Linked DNA regions of Arachis hypogaea: region 1 is linked to region 2. A link is a contact called in public Hi-C data. All regions are on one chromosome and are shown on one strand. Each heading gives the region's core, a stretch centred on a gene start, on an enhancer-like site or on the middle of the called end of the contact. The rest is flanking DNA. Distances are from core to core; before and after follow the strand shown. Region 1 has its middle 11 kb from the start of LOC112742878. Region 2 holds the start of LOC140178316.

Region 1 (3,452 bases), core at 744-3,243, 61 kb before region 2:
TTGATTACCTAACAAAGTTATATTTAAAATTTGCAAAGGGTGAATTCTGCATGACCCTCAACCTTTTTTGTATACTTTTCAATATATTTTGTACGTATTTGTGAATTAAAAAAAAAATTCGCCTCCTATAAATTTGTAAAAATAAATTAAAATCGAAATGTGGATTTGCTCCTGGGAATTCACAAAATTAAAACATAAAAAAATTAATTTGTTCTTCATGAATTTTGTATTCAAAATTAGCTCCTAACAATTTTTCAAACTCTCATATTCCAGAAAATTACCTGCATAGCTCATTTTTCAAAATTTCACAAATTAAAGTTATCTATCATATCAAAAATTTTTAGTCTATACCTTCTTTCTTACATTTGTAACCTATATTTACAGATAAGTTGGAGTCTGTACAAAGAAACACTCGTAAAATAGACACTTTTGTAGTGCAAATATTTCATATGCAATAATTTTAAGAATTTGATTTTTGTTAGCATTTTTACAATAATGATTATTAAACGCATCTTTATTTTGTGCCAAACTTTAGATGACAAAAAAGTGAATTTGTGTAGGACTATTGTTATCTTAACGAAGCTAATATCGTACTGATGAAGAAAAGGTCAAGGAAAAAAAAAAGTAACCTAAAAAAATTATTTGGGTACATAAATTCATCTTTGAAAGATAATTAATTTTTCAAATTAATTTTAAAAATATTTTATTAGTTATATTAATTCTTGAAAAATATAATTGTTACTCAAATCGACCATTCCATTATTCTGAAGACGATGTGGCACTTAACATGATATATTATGATCAAAATAACGAAAATCGATTTGATTAATGTTTATATTTTGTTAGAGACAAATATAACTAACAAAATCTTTTAGAAGACCGATTTTTTTTTTTGTGACTTTTAGAAGACCGATTTAAATAATAAATTATCTTTTAAGAAATTAAACTATTAATTCATTTTTAAATTGTGGAAAACATCTATTCAAATTTGTCCCTCACAATACAGAAGTGCATCAGTGCATAATAAGAGTCTGCTAACATTATCTTTTTTGGCCTCAACTGAATAGATGCAAATTTAAAATTTAAAATTTAAAATTTAGAGGATTCAAATTTTAATACAAAAGCTATGACAGAAATTTTGGGCTGAGTGGAAACATTTATGCCAAAGAGCCTATCCTATATATATTATTCTAGTGAAAAAAAAGGAGTCTATATATTCAATTTGTAAGATCTCAATTAACTTAGGTCGAACAAATAGAAAAGTCTGATAATTAGTTGGGACGTTGATGATTTAGTTAGAATTTAGATCTTCTAAATTTTAAATTTGTACTTTAGAGGATAAAGTATGATCTTCTACCCTTGAATGGTTTCTCTCTCATATTTATTCTTGTTCCCACGTATAAAATAAATGGTGAAAGATCACACTTTATTCTCTAAATTAAATTGAATTCAAACTTTAGAGAATTCAAATCCGTATTAGAATTTGTTTAATTTTCACGTTTCATCTCCCAGGTAGCAATAGCCAATTCAGATTTTAATGCTGAATATATAAACACATTTAAGCACAGACCGATCAATAATAATGGTGCCACATTTCTCAATTGCACATATTTTATTTTCTTTGCTATTATCATTATATCATCATTATGAATGAGATTGACTCGTTCCTCTTGGTGATGGCCACTAATGGCCAGAGAGTTAGAATTGAATCTTATTAGAAAGATATTTTATACATAGTACAGTGATTGAGTGATTCAAAATGAATAATGAAATCCTCTTCAATTTATTAATTGATACTGTATCCATCCGTATATGATGCTTCGTTTTCAATTAGATCCATTATTAAAACCAAGAACCTTGTGGGGTTGTTGCTATTACAAGTACAAACAAAGTTTTGAATTGAAGTGAAAACTGAAATTATGAAGATAGAAGAGTAATTTGTCTTCTTATGTCACATGCAAAATTATTAGTGGAGCATGTTAATGTTACGTAGTGTATCATGCATGAGATGAGAGATGAGAGGTACGCAATCTAAAAAGCATAACTCGTGAAGCCACGTGTCGGTTTCAGATATGGAAAACCAAGTTGAAGAGTTTGAGATAAAATAAAATACCATTACTGCAGCCACGTGTTGCTTTGCAGTGAAGCCAAACCCATTTTTGGCTTTTGCATGGTACTATTAGTAGACTTGATTGTTTAAAATTAATCATTAAATAGTAACCATAATACTTAGAGGAGAGAGAAAAAAAAAGTATTTGTTTTATTTAATATTTATTTATTATTAATAAATATTAAATAAAATACATGTTAGTTATTTTTAGTTAATTTTTTGTTATTAAATATTTTTAAATTAATAATTTTTATTTTTATCAAATTTATAAATTGATATTTTTCAGCTTGTTAATGATAAAATAATATTATATGATCAGCAAAAAGTTTATTATTTTTTATTAATATTTAACTAGTTTAAATTTTAATAGCATAAAAATAAAGTGTTAACTAATATTGATAAAAAATTTAATCTTTTAATATTTTTTGAGTAATATTAAAAATTAATTTTTTAATCATTATTAATTAATTTTTTAAATTATTTTATTTATTTTCAATTTGAGATTCTAAATAATAAATTATTAATCTAAAATCCTAAATTATAAATTAAAAAAATTAAAATTAAAAAATATAATTAATATTAACTAACAAAAATTAGTTTTTGTTACTTTTTTATATATAAATTGTGCTAGTCAAATATGTTTGACGAAAGATATTGATTAGTTATATTTTCAATTTTTGTTCCACGAAAAACACTACAAAAATAGGATTAGATCATTAAACAATTTAAAAATATCTAATCATATGCATGTGGTAGAACAATATTAAACAGCCTTCAAATTGACGAGCAAGCAGTTATGAGTTTGAGAAGAAATTTTAAATTCGTGTATTACGTATGCAATTCAGTAAAAAAATACTGTTTTGGGTCCTGAATAAACGATGAATAATATTCAACACAAATCATTAAGACCATATTGACCAATTTCATGCTTATGAATTGGATTAAAAACCTAAAAAATAAAACAATAAGCTAAGTAAGTATGAGTAATCTACGTTGATATTTTGGCCACACCTTTTTGTGGTGTTATTGAGAGCAGAAGCATGCAAAAAGGTTGACAAAATGCGAACAAGCCGTTACCACAGTACGTAATCCTTGAACGTTGCTGGTCCCGAGTTGTACGGACGATTATGTGATGGATCAAAATCAAATAGGTATTAAATGGATTCGAATCTTCCGTGCGGATCGGCAAACCACAGGATATAAAGTTGTGAAATTTAAGTAACTAATAAACTGTGCAAAGCAAGCATTAGGCTCCTTTGTTGCAATTCTTATAATAAGAGTGTCCACATGTAGTTTTGTTTTACTAATTTTGTTCTTTTGCTATTTGTTTATGATAATGATT
Region 2 (3,396 bases), core at 288-2,787:
TATTAATAATATAATTATTTATATATCATTTTGATAAATTTTTAAAAAAAGTGATATTATAACACAACACGGTTAATATTCAATTTGGTTAATAAAATATATAACTTTTAATTGAGTATAAGAAAGTTGAGTTATAACTCAAATAACATAGTCTTTCTATACTTATCTAAGAGATCGCGAGTTCGAGTCTTTAAAAAAAAAAAAAAACAGTTGATATGATATTCAATAAGCTGATATTTTCCATGGCCTTTGCTCAAATAGAATTGTCGATTTCGTAAAGAATAGTAGTGGATCCAACATATGTATCCAAATTAAAAATTACAATATTTCAATTGCAGTAGTTGAAACTCACTATCTCTGTTTCCTATCTGCCATTTATATATTAATTAACTAGTAAGCGTTTACAAATTGAAATTTAGGGGGTATAGACAAATCCAAAGATTTGATAACATATGATACCTAATTTTACCTAACATAAAAATAAATAAAAAATGGGGAAAGTAGATACTGTGATATCTTTTGCCTACTAATTAATTAGATGAGTAAGCTAATTAAGACAAAACACTGGACCCAACCCAAACCGTGAATGGAAACGAAGGACAGTACCTTGGGAATGTGCCTCATCTCTTCCACCTTGCAAAGTGAAAAAAATATCACAGGCCCAAGCTTTTGGTTTCTTCAATTTCTTGCACAAACTTTTAGTTCTGAAAATCTGATGATCGGTTATCTCTACCAATATATATAGAGAGCAGATAATTAAATAAATAGCACTTTTTACTTTATCTTCTTTTGAGAAATTTCTTAACAATTTCCCTGTTTTGACACTTTTCTTGTGGAATATTGGATTTTTCTCTTTTGGAGTAGGCATAAAACTTAGAAAATAAATTCCATATGCTAGCAAACAATTTCTAATAATTAAAGAGTGATGAGAAAGTGTGTATAGTGGGTGTAGGTGAAAAGTTATAGCATGACCATATTAAACTATGACCTCACTGTTTATTAACTTAAATTGAGTGAGAAACGAAAATTAATTCATATATGTATGACAAAAGATAAACTTTTGTCCACTTATAACTCAATTCAGTGCGTGTTATGATCTCTAAAGGTGATCCAAGCAACTGGTAGTTAATGCTTAGAAAAATAATATGGCAGACATGGATAATATAATGGAAAGCAAAGAAGACATTTTTATTAGAATTAGAAGATGATAGATCGTGAGCCGTTGGCTAATTTTCACCAAAGATTATAGAAAGAGTTTGAATATGAGTAAATTATTATTTTGGTTTTAAAAGAGTTGATTCAATTCTTTTATATAAAATGACTCCTGAAAAAAATTATTTTAGCTCTTTGAAAAATGATTTTAGTTTGATGAAGTACATCATTTTTTTCATAAGTGATATGCGGTTCACCTGTATGTAATCCTATTTAGTTTAGAAACATTTAATTTGAATATTATTTAGAAGATATATAAAAAAAATTGAAAAAAAGAACTTGACAAAATTCGATAATACTAAAACCTTTCTTTTCATTTCTTTTAAAAAATCTTTTGTCATTCACATAAATGAAATTGTTATAAAAGATCCACGCACTTAATTAATTATCATAAAATTATTAAATTAAAAGACAGAAATATATCATTTTCTTAAATAATGGTTTTTTTTAAAAAAAAAAAAAGTGTATCAACATGATTTCTATTCTCTAGAACCTTTTTAGAATATGTATGTCTCCTCGTATAAATTTGGTATATTTTGCTAGAAGGAGAGAATCTTTGACGGATCAAAAACTTATTTCTATCCAAATCTACAGTGATCCGCTTTACCCTTATTCCATCGAGGTGGTAATTACTCTTAGGTTCTCTCTGAGGTGTTTTTTTTTTTTTTCTTTTCAGGGGAGGCGAGTTCGAGTTTTGAGTGAACTTGTTCTCATTCGTCTCAGTATAATAATAATAAATATAAAAATTAATAAATTAACGACAAAAAAAATTAAGATTCAAACAACATATTTTGAAAAATCAATATCTATTTACTAAATAAATTAACACCATATTTAAAAAGACATTAGTTTTTTAAATATGGTATTTGAATATTAGTTTTTTTAATAATTATTTTATAAATTTTGAAATATAAATTTGTATGTTGAATTTTAAAAGTTACAAACATTATCAGAAAAACACTGAATATTATTGGATTTAGTGTTGGAGTTTAGTGGCGGATTTATCGACAAATTTGTCAATAAATTCTTCGAGTAAAAAAGTTGTCGTCAAATTCGGTTTTTAACGGTAAATTTGTTAGTAATAATTAGAGGAGAAAAAAATTTTAGTGTAAGGTTCCACATCGATTGCGGAGGGGAACGAAGCATGTCTTATAAGGGTGTGGATACCTCTTCCTATCATGGCACGTTTTGACGAGTGAGTGTGGGGGGTTTCGGCTATCATCCCTATCATCAAAGGCAAAACCGTAAGGCCTTGTGTGCCAAAACGGACAATATCACGCTAGCGGGTGGTCTGGGCTGTTACAGATGGTATCAGAGCCGGAGCCCGAATCGATGTGCCAGCGAGGGGCGCTGGGTGAGTGTGGGGGGTTTCGGCTATCATCCCTATCATCAAGCGGGTGGTCTCTGGCTGTTACATTTAACGTAATTATTACCATGAAACGCACCATTTTGATCACAAACTGTGTTACTGGTGAATTTTTTAACGATAAATCTGCTGGTAAAATTGATCATAAATTTGAATTTGCGAACCCTTTCCTTGCATTTCTACAACATCATTAACCTCACTTCTCTTCCCTTTCTCTTTCTCTCTCGTCAGCCTGCCATCATTCGCTGTCGTTTTGCCGGTAATCGCCACCCTCACTCACTCTCATCGCTAGTCATATATAATTTTAAAAATTAATTATATATTTATGATTTATTATTTTAAACAAATTAATTAGTGATAATTATTTTATAAAAAAATTAATTTTATATATGACCCATATATATTATTAGATATACTTATTCAGAGAGTTATTATTTTATTATTAATGTTATCAACTCGACTTTTGTAATACTCTATTACACAAAATCTTACACTATAATCATAAATTAAAGATGACGAGATATTACGATATCTAAGAAAACATACATATATATTATTTAAAGAATAATAATATAATTAGAAATTTATGAAAGAAAGATTAACAAAATCGACGGGTAATATTTACACACGAAACGTTAACATAAGAAGTATTGTAAAATAGAATGTTCCTTTTTTATTAAATAAAATTTATAGAGGAATACTAGGGGCAGCAATTTTTGTAATTTGTAACCATCAAATAGCCATTAATGATGATTTTAATGGTGTGAGATTGGTGTGAAATTTCATCCAATGACTCACTTTTTTTTGCTGGTTACATG

Evidence for each region. A called contact is a pair of places that touch in the nucleus more often than the background predicts.
Region 1: a Hi-C map of leaf shows a contact between it and region 2, with 1.9 times the contacts expected there. The contact joins the enhancer-like site here to the promoter of LOC140178316 in region 2. A contact is called at or near these places in 4 of 8 Hi-C or Micro-C datasets (all in leaf).

The regions. Positions count from the first base shown.
Region 1 is chr14:106,208,457-106,211,908 of arahy.Tifrunner.gnm2.J5K5, reverse strand. No RefSeq gene overlaps it. Among protein-coding and RNA genes, the nearest start is that of LOC112742878, 11 kb to the left of the region's middle. Within about 2 kb of position 1,993, at least 2 of the 3 cell types and tissues checked have open chromatin away from gene starts, as enhancers often do.
Region 2 is chr14:106,146,797-106,150,192 of arahy.Tifrunner.gnm2.J5K5, reverse strand. It overlaps LOC140178316, which reads right to left and starts at 1,537. Exons shown (of 7, transcript XM_072214487.1): 1 at 607-1,537.